Regions from separate parts of the Bicyclus anynana genome. Here region 2 is linked to region 1. A link is a contact called in public Hi-C data. All regions are on one chromosome and are shown on one strand. The core of a region is the stretch at or near the end of the contact, and the rest is flanking DNA. Distances in the headings are between cores, read along the strand shown. Region 1 has its middle 9.8 kb from the start of LOC112042790. Region 2 overlaps LOC112042790 (putative fatty acyl-CoA reductase CG5065).

The links. Hi-C and Micro-C count contacts between places; a contact is called where the count stands out from the background.
Region 2: a contact with region 1 is called in a Hi-C map of whole larva, with 5 times the contacts expected there. The contact joins two enhancer-like sites. A contact is called at or near these places in 2 of 2 Hi-C or Micro-C datasets (whole body and whole larva).

Annotation. Positions count from the first base shown.
Region 1 is chr8:4,539,506-4,545,921 of ilBicAnyn1.1, reverse strand. No RefSeq gene overlaps it. Among protein-coding and RNA genes, the nearest start is that of LOC112042790, 9.8 kb to the left of the region's middle. Within about 2 kb of position 2,526, at least 2 of the 8 cell types and tissues checked have open chromatin away from gene starts, as enhancers often do.
Region 2 is chr8:4,579,518-4,586,682 of ilBicAnyn1.1, reverse strand. LOC112042790 (putative fatty acyl-CoA reductase CG5065) reads right to left here. Exons shown (of 13, transcript XM_024077950.2): 2 at 1-187. The coding sequence starts at 182. Among protein-coding and RNA genes, the nearest start is that of LOC112058631, 28 kb to the left of the region's middle. Within about 2 kb of position 1,287, at least 7 of the 8 cell types and tissues checked have open chromatin away from gene starts, as enhancers often do.

The sequences.
Region 1 (6,416 bases), core at 1,277-3,776:
TCGTGAGGAAACCTGCATACCAGAGAATTATCTTAATTCTCTGCGTGTGTGAAGTCTGCCAATGCGCATTGGGCCAGCGTGGTGGACTATTGGCCTAACCCCTCTCATTCTGAGAGGAGACTCGAGCTCAGCAGTGAGCCGAATATGGGTTGATGACGTGAAGGAAAACTCATGAAACCAATTTTCAAAGAAATCTATATTTGCCTTAACAATTAAATTACTTGTTACAGGTGGGTAATTCGTATCCTTTCGAGATAAAATTCACAATTTTTGATTGACTTTGTCATTGACAGCTTTTATTAAGTTGTTACTAACCAGATGTTTTTTTTAATGTTGATTATTTAATAGTTAAACAACTTAACAGCCACAATGTCCTACAAATTGCGTGGTAAATTGTCTCGAACCAACGCTTAGAAATTTTTATTTCCTGGTAACTCAGTTGACCCAGGATCAAGAATTTTCGTAAATAAAAAAGTTGATTGTCTCATCGCTCGAGATGAAGCTACTCACGAAAAATTAGCTTGACATTTGTAAAATTAGTTTGCATTTAGTAGTCAGTTGTACAAAATATTCTATGGATCCCTGACTACTACGTTTATTTAATAACAATACATCCCGGATATTAACTAATCTATCTATTAGATACTGATTAATCTAGTAGTAAGAACAACTCACTGATTACATTATTATTATAGACAGGTACTTCTTAATGTTTATTTAATAGTCGGACAGCGAATGAGGTCACGATGTACCTAAATTTTGTTTTCTATATAAACATTATACAGCGAACATTTTTGTTTAAATTAAAAATAATTTAAAGGTTAAATTACTTATCTTACAATATAAATGATTAATTGTTTATTTAAAGCTCCTAGGATTTTTATTTCATCATCACATTTGTTATTTTTTTAACATTGATTTAAAAAAGTTATAAGTATAAAATAGAATAGAATATATCTTTATTTGCCCACACACGAGTAATAAAATAAAATAAAATAAACAAACAGAACATACAAATATCTGGTCGTGGACAAAACAGGTATCCACCTCAGCACGATGCCACAGCGAGCTGTGGCGCTGGTTTTCAGGTGAAACCTTGTGAGTTCACGGACGTGTCTACGTGACGTGTCTTAACTTAAAACTTATACATGAAAAATCGCATACTTAAAGCATAAAGTTTAAGTAACGAGGGTCTAAACGTGCCTTAGCCCGAGAAGAGCCCTTATCAAACTCTGCAAATAAAAACGAAAGATCACTCATGATTTTCTGGCGGTCCGAGGTCTCATCATCATCGTCATCGTCATCATCATCATCATCATATCAGTCGATAGACGTCTAATGCAGGATATAGGCCTTTTGTATGGACTTCCAAACTTTGGACACGATCCTGAGTCGCCTAATCCGGATACATCCAGCGAATCCCTGCGACTCGCTTGATGTTCTCCACCTAGGGGGCTTTGAGTTGTATTTGGCTCAATATTTTGAAATATCATCAACATGGAGCCTTTAGCCATTCCAGAGATTAGCCCATACCAACAGAAAGAGATACAGTCAGACAAAAGTTTTAAAAAGTTCAATTGTGTTTTTATTTTAATTAAATAAAAGCGTAAGGATCATTACGATTATCTCGAACACTGCTTGACATATAAAAATTAATTTTGGCGGGGAGGTAGTTTATAGTTAGAATACCTCCACTAAGAAGGATTTTGCGACAGTGCCGGATTAAGGAAGTCTAAGGGCGTAAGAACTCGCGGGCGTTATCTGGTAGTTCGGTACCTATCAGTGGCGAAGAATGGAATTTAGATGAAGGTAATGGTAAGGTGATAATAACTTCGGTTTCTCATATATCTACATACAATACTACAATGAATATGCACGGATTTTTAAAGGTAACCCGGGAATCAGCTTGCATTAACACTTCGCCTCTGGTACCTATTATTATGTTATGTTACAATGCATAAGTCGCGGGGAAACCCGGCTGACGAGTCATTCTAGTAGTTAATTGTTCATATCTACACATTGACCTACCTATATGACTACGAGTATTTTTTCAGACCATATGTTTTTATTCAATGACAAGTTCCTGCAACAACTCACCTGATGATAAGTGACGATGCAGTCTAAGATGGAAGCGAGCCTTTCTTCGAAGAAGTACTTACAAGTTAGTTGTACCAAACTCTGGCGGTTTCTACGCGGCATCGTATCGGAACCCAAGACGAAAATGCTTAAAATTGAACAAAATCGCAGATTGTGATTATAAATTTTATCTTTATTATCTTAAGGTACACATTTTTTGAAAAGTGTGTTATGCAATGAATACCCTAAGAACATTTTTAAAAGGAGTCAAGCGCATGATTGTGATTGTAGTCAATTGTAGTCAAACTCAAACGCAATCTAGGTAGGTAGGTACCTATAGGTTGCAACGGGTTGCGACTTAAAAAGGTAAGTACCTGAATCTGAACCAAAGACAATATTCGTATTGACACAGTTCTAGGTTTCATTCATAATCGCGACATCACAGCTGCACATGTTCAGTTGCGAAACAATGGATATTAACGGACATTGCAACATCATGAATCTTTAGTGATTTAGTCTAATTGTAATTACATTGCTACTCGGCAAAAGATGGCGCTGAAATGTAGTAAACCAAAATTACCGGTGAACCAATAAAAACAAAGATAACCAAATTTATGTCTATTCATAATGACATCACAATACTCATGTAAGATTGCAAAATAATTATTGTATATTAATACTATCATAGATTGCATAAATTATTAAAAAACAATATTAAATATTAATTCTAATAGTTTAATATTGCAAAAAATATGACTACTGGTCAATAGATGGCGGTAACGTAAATTTAGGTGAAAAGAAAAGGTGGTATAATCGTGTCTTAATTAGTTCAGGCCATTGGAAAAAGATGTCGCTAGTTTAACTTCAAAACGACCCACTAGATGGCGCTGTCTAATAAGTTTTGACTTTTCAACCCACGAAAAAAGGGGTTCTCGCATACTTGATTTTTTTATGTATGACCACGCATAACTTTATACTAAATGGTCCGATTTTGAGATAATTATTAAAAATTATTAAAAATTGGTCCCATATAAATTTGAAATTCCTTCAACCTGATCAATAGGTAATAATAATAATAATAATAATAAAACATTTATTCAGCCAAAAAATCATAACACAAATAAGATAAAAAAAACATGAAAATTACAAAAAAAAGGTAAAAGTAGTACAAAGGGCTAATAAGACCCATTATAGACGAGGTACTTATAAGCCACTAGCCGTAAGGCGAGGGCCGCTAAATAGAAACCGAGTTTAAAATGGGTTTAGTCCTGCAATCGTAATGAAACCTCTAGTGTAACAACTAGAGGTTTCATTACGATTGCGAGAAAATAAAATAATTTAGGCGCAAGTCGCAACTCAATAAAAATAAAAAAAATTACGCATTCCATAGACAAGAACGCTGCATTTCGTTCCAATTTCAAATTTTTAACAAACAATCAGTGCCTTACATAATTATGTACTTACTCGTACGCATCTATGATGATTTTATGATTGATTGATGATTTATTTAAATATCATTCGTTGTTTAATAACCAATTACATGAAATTAAGTCAATTTTCCACATTAATTGTCCACCTCATCCAGTGCCCCATCTCTAATGTAGAATATCATTGCATGCCACGCCGACCAAGTCGCCGGCGTCGGCTAGTCTAGATACGTAAGATTGCCCAAGCAGAGAGATCGAAGAGATATCACTTTTTATTGATACGGCCGTCAATATTAATTATCATAATACATAGATACATGATTGCTGTATTAATTATTATTAAGTTATGACTACCGGGCCGATTGTAAGGTTGAAATTCGACCGTAACTTATTAGATTTTAAGATTGAGGCTTAATACCTAATCTTTGATATTTATTTTAAGCTAGCGGACGCCTGTGACTTCGTCCGCGTGGATTTCAGTTTTTCACAAATCCCGCAGGAATCATTAATTTTTCCGGGATGAATAATGCCTATGTGCATTATGTGATAGTTCAGAGTAAAATCTATTTCCATTCCAAATTTCAGCCAAATCGCATCAGTAGCCGCAACGTTAAGGAGGATCAAACATCTAAACAAACATCCAAACATCCATACAAACTTTTGCGTTTACAATATTAGTAGGAAAATATCATTGCCTACTTACCAAATGATTTGTGGTTTCGTTGTTCACATTCCCTTAGAAATATAATAAAGTACCCACACACTAGTTACACTAGTTTCAGAGCCTAATCAATGCAAACATACAATCAAATCTTTCATCTGCATAGTATTAGTAAGATAGCAGACTTCGTCCAAGTGAAATTCAGTTTTTCACAAATCCCGCGGGAAACAAAGATTTTTTTCAGTAGATAAACGATATATTGCTGACTAGCTGACGCCGCGCGGTTTCACCCGCGTGGTTCTCTTTCACGTAGAAATACGGAGATAATAAGTAGCCTATAGCCTTCCTCGATAAATAGGCTATCTAACACTGAAAGAATTTTTCAAATCGGTTCAGTAGTTCCTGAGATTAGCGCGTTCAAGCAAACAAACAAACTCATCAGCTTTATAATATTAGTATAGATAGCGACCACTATCTATCAATGCCAGTCCAGTTCCAGAAATTAGCCCGGACAAATAAACATACAAAGTTTTAGTTTGTATTTATCGAGTACCTACTAAAAATTATATTTTTTTTTTTTGTCTACAAGTTAGCTCTTGACTACAATCTCACCTGATGATAAGTGATGATGTAGTCTTATATGGAAGCGGGAGAACTTGTAAGGAGGAGGATGAAAATCCACACCCCTTTCGGTTTCTACACGGCATCGTACCGGAACGCTAAACCGCTTGGAGGTACGTCTTTGCCGGTAGGGTGGTAACTAGCCACGGCTGAAGCCTCCCACCAGCCAGACCTGGACCAATTAAGAAAATCTCAATCTGCCCAGCCGGGGATCGAACCCAGGACCTCCATCTTGTAAATCCACCGCGTATACCACTGCGCCACGGAGGCCGTCAAAAATAAGAAGGTAATTCTAAACATATGACAAAACATAGTTATGTATTTTAAAATCACTGACACACATATCAATTTTAATTATATAGTATTGATGATAAACATTGATTTAATTATCACCATAAACTATAGATGACCAGTATAATACTAACTAATAACTCCGTACAACAAAGTATGGAACCTACTTTTACTTTCAACAAGAAAGAAAAAGTTAACCGAAGTGGGAATTCCCATGCGCAATTCGATTTGAATTCTTTTTATTTTTCTTTCGAATTTTCCTCAGGCAACTGTATGTTTGTATCAAGTCCAGTGCGAGGTCCTAGATTCGGTCGAGCTGTTAAAAAATAATAAAAATAATGTTAAATAATAATAAAAATAATTTTCAGCAGTGTTAAGCCTCGGCCGAGGTCATTATCATTATAATCTGATAGCAATCGTTAAGAATTCCAAAAAAAGTATCCTAACCCTAAAAAGCCTAAGCCGGATTGGAACAGCTCGGGTGGGTCTAAGTTCCATATCCAATATCTAATATCCTATAAAGAGGGAGACCTGCACGGCTATTCTCTAACGATGTTTTGTATAACTCGCAAGTGCGAGTTTCGAATTCACCGCTATTTTTCTCATTCTATAGTATCGTGATAAACAGAGAGAGATAGAGGTGAATTCGAAACTCGCATTTGCGAGTTATTAAAATATCGTTATAGAATAGCTTAGCTGGTCATCATCATTATTTTTTTTTAGTCTCTCATTATTCCTGCATTTTGTCGTGAGATATTCAGCTGGATTTTATATTTTAAGTTAGTAAGTTCATCATCATTATGACCTGACGGACGTCCACAGCTGGACATAGGCCTCTTGTATGGACTTTCAAATACCACGGTCTCGAGCCGCTAGCATCCAGCGGCTTCATAAAACCAGCTTGATGTAGTCAGTTTATCTGATAATAATGATCAGCGCGTTTATATAAAAATAAACATACAAACAAACACACAAACTATCCTCTGATAATATTAGTATACATAAAAGATATGAATTAATTTTACTGTTACTAATCTACTACGTCACAGTTTCATCATTTTTTACCTTATTAGCTTGTAATATTATAATACGAAACCGACCGACGACACAAATTTCATGTGACGTAATATTACCTACATAGCCGGTCATAACTGCTAAACCTGTTGTCTAGTGATGTGACATCGCAAACGCTGAAATATGTCGATAGAGTTAAGAGGTGTTATCAAGATATCGTATCGCAAAGAAAATTGCAAGAAAAATGTTCGTATGTTGGTTTACGGACGATAATTTTACGTGATAGCGTTTTAAGAAAACATTGATGAAAAATTGCATGCTTTTCT
Region 2 (7,165 bases), core at 38-2,537, 42 kb before region 1:
TCGTCGAGTCTCTCTTTGGTACTTTGCCCTCTTTTCGGCCGCATCAACAGGTAGATCTTGTTTAAATCCGGGCAACATCTTAACAGTTTTTCTATGAGAACTTTTCCCATAAAACCTGTTGCACCGGTGATAAAAATTGTTTTCCCGGCATAGAACTCTGCTACGCCAATAGATGGCGCCATTTTACCTGCAACAAGAAAAAGTACTTTGTTAAAACATTTATTTAATATTTTTTTAAATTTATTTATTGTTTTGAATTACTATAATAGTATAAATTACTATAATAGTATGAAGTAATTTTACTGTAATAAATTTTTTTCTATAAATAATTAGGTATAAGAAAATGTGCGAATTTTTTTTTAATTAAAATTGAAAACCTTTGCTTAGTTGGGAACTTTGCTGGGTTATTCATTTTTTTCCAATTAAATATTAGATAGCTAAAGCAAATAAAAACGATGTAATTGATACGTTAGAGTATTCTAGAGTATTCTATCATATCAAATTTTATCGCCAATTAACTTGGGGGTCGGACCACAGTCAAAGACTAAATCACAGTCAAAGACCAGTCAATAAAATACAGTCGATTTTTTAAATCACCATTCGTTCAAAAGAAGACTACATTTTGATATCTAATAATAATTAAATAGATATCTGAGATACAATTTACTCATAAATAGAAAAATTATTGTCGTCTAAAAAACTTTATCACGTAACTGTTATTTAATTACATTACATTAACATTCAACATAAATAAAGTTATCCGTAAAAAAGCTTTTTTAAAACCACCATTCGTTAAAAAGACGACTATTAATAATAAAACAGATATCTGAGATACAATTTACTCATAAATAGAAAAATTATTGTCGTCTAAAAAACTTTATCACGTAACTGTTATTTAATTACATTACATTAACATTCAACATAAATAAAGTTATCCGTAAAAAAGCTTTTTTAAAACCACCATTCGTTAAAAAGACGACTATAAATAATTAAACAGATATCTGAGATACAATTTACTTATAAATAGAAAAAATATTGTCGTCAAAAAACCTTTTTTTGCGTAGTAACTTACTTATATCGAGTTATCATTAAAAAAAAAATTGTTTAATGAAAAAAAAAACTACTAAAACTGTAAATCAAAACTCAAACAACTATGACGACAGAGAAAAAAAAACGGTCGTAATAAAAACGAGCTCATAATTTCACGAAACTGTTAATCATTTGCCAAGGTCGATTTTACTACGTATGCCTACCTGTGATCGGAATGCACCGCAGACCAGTCTGTATACGACGGAATATCGTAACAAGTCCTTGGCATTTCATATTTATATAACTTTTACATTTCTGTGTTGCATAGAAATGATGTCTTTAAAACTAGCACGTTAGCAAATTAGGAGCGATTAATTAGCTTGACCCATTAAATTAATTAAATTAGGTTACTAGAGCCGTGATAGCCGAGTGGATATGACCTGTGCCCCGATTCCGGTGGTAGGTTCGAATCCGATTAGTGTAAACAAATAATCCTTGACTGAGTTTGTTTGCAAACTATGGGCCACATAAGAAGGCTCAGAGTCACACAGCAGGCTATGTTAGGAGTATCTCTGCGTGATCGAATGAAGGAGGAGAAATGAGGAGATCCGCAGAAGAACCAAAGTCACCGACATAGCTCAACAAGTTGCGAAGAGTCGATGGACGTTGGGGTCCCAAAGTGCTGGAATGGCGAACTCGCACTGGTAAGTGCAGTGTTGGTCGACCCCCCATCAGGTGGTCTGAGGACATCATGCGAGTCGCAGCGGTTCGCTGGATCGAAATGTTTGGAAGTCCCTACAGAAGGCCTATGTCCTGCAGTGGACGTCCATCGGCTGATATGATGATGATGATGATGAGTTTGTAATGGGCTCTTCTCAAGCCAAGACCAAACGCTTTTGGAACATATGTAACTTTCATTTTAAGTTTTTGACTTTATTTACCATCATTAAATCATGGCATAACTTGACATTTCAAAGAAGCTTGTAAACTAAGCCAAATTGATATAAATGAATTTTGAATTTAAATTTGATTTTTATATGGACATATTAAATAAATTTAAATAGTTTAAAAAACTAAAAAACACGCTTTTAACACGCACTAAAAATTACAAAATTGGTCAAAAGTCACGTGATTATTTTTTTCGTATTCCTGATAGCAAACGCTTTCATTTGATATCCACATCATGGGGGTGAATTTCAAACAGCCAATCCGCCATCTTCGGGAGGCCGCCATATTGGATTTGTAATGACGTTTCTTAGCTAGTCATGTATTGTCATTAGAATTCAAAGCGTGTGTAAAATTTCATCCTAATCAAGGACCGGGAAGTGGGTCAAATTAAAATTCCCATATTATTTTAGATACATAGTTACAAGTGATTGGGGAGGCCGCCATATTGAATTTGTAATGACGTTTCAAAGCTAGTCATGTATTGTAATCAGAACTCAGAGCGTGTGCAAAATTTCATCTTAATCGAAGACTGGGAAGTGGGTCAAATTAAGATTCCAAGATTGTTTTAGATACATAGTTAAAGTGATTTGGGAGGCCGCCATATTGGATATGTAATGACGTTTCTAAGCTAGTCATGTATTGTCATCAGAATCCAGAGCGTGTGCAAAATTACATCTTAATCGAAGACCGGGAAGTGGGTCAAATTAAGATTCCAAGATTTTCTTACATACATAGTTACAAGTGAAGCTAATAAAAAACGTGTAAAAATTAGTATAATGTCATTTAGAGCTATAAATTGAGTCAAGTTCGCAAACTTAGTGAATTGCATCTAATGCACGGTCCATTAATGCAATGGGGATGATGACTAGGTTTGAATATATTGATTTTTATGATACATTCGGGTAAATAGGGTCAATGTAAACTAATTTATACATAAAAAGCAAAGATTGTCTGGATAATTGCAAAATAAATGAGATTATAAAATTTCAAAATCTATTAAAAATATTTTATCGTAATTAGATGAAAATTCATACAGTTTTAGCTTCCTTACATTATATGTGACATTTTTTAATATTTGAACTATAAACATAAACGCACAAATAACAAAGATATTAGTAATTTTGTTTGAACGCACATACAAATCTAACGATCATTACATTGCCTACGACGTCATTAGTTCGTACCATTTTGTATGGGGCGTTTTTCAGGGATCCGCGGTAGCGCCGCAAATCTGACTCTTTAAATCCCTGTAGCTCCGAAAGTAATGATCGCAGATACCTTGTTCCTTTTACAAAATTGCTTTACTATTAGTTTACTCCTAATTTATATACAATTTAAAAAACTGTCATCATCCCTATTCATTAAGTTGACGAACCACCAACATTAGTCTAACAAAATGCATGAAATTCACCGTAACTTATTAATAAATGCCAAAAAAATGAAAGCAAAAACACAACGTTTACATCCGTAAATGTTAACTGCCCATTTGCTAATTGCGTATCTATGATAATTGCATTTAGCGCAAAAACTTTGCAGCTCACTTATTAACTACCGTGACGGTATGTATTCAGTGTTATCATGTATTATCTCACATTAAGATATATCATCTTGACCGTTTAATGATAGAAGTAATATATCAACGTCTTTTATACAGTAATCACTCTTTATTCGTTAGGGAAGCGTTTTGTGAGCGTTTTTTTTTTTCATATTATGCCGAGACTACACAAACCGTTACCGTTTACAAGCTGTGATAACCCAGTGGATATGACCTTTGCCTCCGATTCCGGAGGGTGAAGCTTCGAATCCGGTCCGCAGCAGGCACTTCCAACTTTTCAGTTGTACATTTTAAGAAATTAAATATCACGTGTCTCAAACGGTGAAGGAAAACATCGTGAGGAAACTGCATACCAGAGAATTTCCTTAATTCTTTGGCCTAACCCATCTCATTCTGAGAGGAGACTCAAACTCAGCAGTGAGCCGAATATGGGTTGATGATGATGATGATGATGATGACATAAACCTTGCTTATGGAATAATCATCATCATCATTATCAGCCGATGGACTTACACTGCTGGGAATAGGCCTCTTCTGAAGACTTCCAAACATTTCGAGATGGACAACCACTTAAGAGTTATGAAAACTACACAACACGAAGATTCATCAAAATCAGTCAAGCCGTTTTGAGGAGTACCTACCTAGATATAATTAGGACTTTGTTCAATTTATTTATACGATGTCGTTAATATAATTTTATGCTTATAGCTAATTGTATAATAGTCAATAATCGTATGACTGGATAATTGTGACTATGACACGGTAATTATTGTCCCTATAATTATAATTCGCTGAATATATTATGACACTTTATAACATACTAGCACACACCACGCGGTTTCGAACCATATTTGCCGTTCTCTTAGATATATGCGGTTATAATATATATAGCACTCGGGAATAACGTAGCTTCCCAACAGTGAAAGAATTTTTCAAATCGGTTCAGAAGTTTTAGAGCTTATTCCATGCAAACAAACAAACAATCAAGATATCTTTCCTCTATAGACTAGTGACCGCCAAAGCTTCACGGATGCAATGTACGAATTTTCTTTTTTTTAGAATGAAATAGAACATTATTCATAATTTTTTCCTGTCTGGGTGGTTTATTGATACACCTACCTATAGGTACCTCATAACTTCCTCATTTATTAACCAATTTTGAAATTTATTTTTTTGGTTACAAGAGTATATACTTCCAGATTGGTGGTTCATTAAATTTTCACGAAAATCAGTTTAGTACATTTGTGTTAGAATAAAAATAAAAATAACTGAAATAAATAATAACTGAAGTGAACGAAATTGCCCGGTCACTATGCTAGGACACACTAAACACAGAAGAAGAAGAAGAAGAAGAAATATACTTTATTGTACATTAAAAACAAAAATAAACAATAACTTATAATAACACTTAGAAACTAATGTACAAATGGCGGTCTTATCGCTAAAGAGCGATCTCTTCCAGACAACCACTGTGGAAGAGAAAAAAAAAACGTAAGCACCGATTCGGGTATACGCACACAAAAATAAAATATTGTTTATTTGATTTTGTTTTGTCCACTCTAAAAAGCGAAAAATAACATCGCACCTATGTCCGTTAAATTGATTGGTTTGAAGGCGGTGCCAAAAAACAAAATAAACTTCTAGAGCCGACTTGGCGTAGCACTGCCTTAGGGTAAGATGTTATTTTTTGCTTTTTTGAGTAATGCATATTTAATTTTTTTTCATTCAGTTATTTTGACGGCCTCCGTGGCGCAGTGGTTTGCGCGGTGGATTTACAAGACGGAGGTCCTGGGTTCGATCCCCGGCTGGGCAGACTGAGATTTTCTTAATTTGTCCAGATCTGGCTGGTGGGAGGCTTCGGCCTTGGCTAGTTACCACCCTACCGGCAAAGACGTACCGCCAAGCGATTTAGCGTTCCGGTACGATGCCGTGTAGAAAACGAAAGGGGTGTGGATTTTCATCCTCCTCCTAACAAGTTAGCCCGCTTCTATCTTAGACTGCATCATCACTTACCATCAGGTGAGATTGTAGTAAAGGGCTAACTTGTAAAGAATAAAAAAAAAAAGATTTTATTTTTCTGTGTTTAGTGTGTCGTGTGGGACGCTACTTGCGTTGACACACTGGTTCCGTGTCAACTCAGCGAGAAAGAAATTATTTATATAATAAATATAATAAGAAACTTTTCACAACACAAAGTATTCTTTCAGCTAAATGAAGCTGAAAGAATAATTTGTGTTGTGAAAAGTTACTTGATATCAGTGATAGCTCAGTGTATATGACCTCTGCCTCCGATTACGGAGAATGTAGGTTCGAATCTAGTGCGAGGCATGCGACTCTAACTTTTCAGTTGTGTGCATTTTAAGAAACTAAATATGACGTGTCTCAAACGGCGAAGGAAAAACATGTGGAAACCTGCATACCAGAGAATTTTCTTAATGGGGATGATGACTAGGTTTGAATATATTGATTTGTATGATACATTCGCTTAAACAGGGTCAATGTCAACTAATTTATACATAAAAAGCAAAGGTTGTCTGGATATTTGCAAAATAAATGAGATTATAAAATTTCAAAATCTATTAAAATTTTATCGTAACGGGAATAATATATAGCCTATAGTCTTCCTCGATAAATTGGCTATCTAACACTGAAAGAATTTTTCAAATCAGACCAGTAGTTACTGAGGTTAGCGCGTTCAACAAAACCAACGATCAAATTCTTCAGCTTTATAATATTAGTATAGATGTGTCTGTCTGTATGAGGCCTGTAATTTTACTCCCAACCTTAACGCTAACTGCAAGCAGAGGCTTCTCAAAAACGTCCTTTACGATCCAGACGATGACATGACAACCGACAATGCTCCCCAGGCAACACAATCACAAGCTACACAGCGTCTTCGCCGGCGAAGACGAGGTCCCCGATATCTAACGCCACCCGGACGTTTCTAACTCACGATCTTGGGGGCGTCCGGACTGATTCATTTAGGCCAAGGTTATTCCTTCCTGAACTGCCTAAATTGAGCTTTCTAAGCTGAGGCCCGAGTCTCACAGGAGACGCCCTTAGAGAGTCGTTCCGTCCTCTGTCTTTATTTCAGCCTTTGGGTCTCATCAGGCGATACTTCTGCGCTCGCTCAAATCCTCCGGTATCGCTGTACTGGTCCATCGGAGCTGTACTGGTATAAGGAGCCATCGGCAAGTGCCGATTTTATTTAACACAGAAAAAAAAAACGAAGCGGGGCTAGGTGGAGTAAACCAGTGGGATAAACATTACCTACAGTAGGAGCACTGGCTTTGGCAATGAGGTAAGTATGGCTATGACAGGCTCTGACTACAACATGTGTGTTATCTTTTATTCAGACAACGTCAGCACTGCGTTAATTATACCATTAATGATCACACGCACTGTTATCTCTAGAGAAATCTTACAAGTAGGTAATTTGTGCAACTACAAAGGATGTCCTTCCAAAGATGATGTGCGATTTAACTAAATGGTAAGCAAGGTTATAAGCTAACGACTACGAAACAGAGTGTATGTTCTAACAACTAGGTGAAGTGATTAGCGGTTTAATTGCCTATGAAGATGTGATTTGTAGCCTTGACATACATGAAATCACTTAAATCGATGTATACCTAA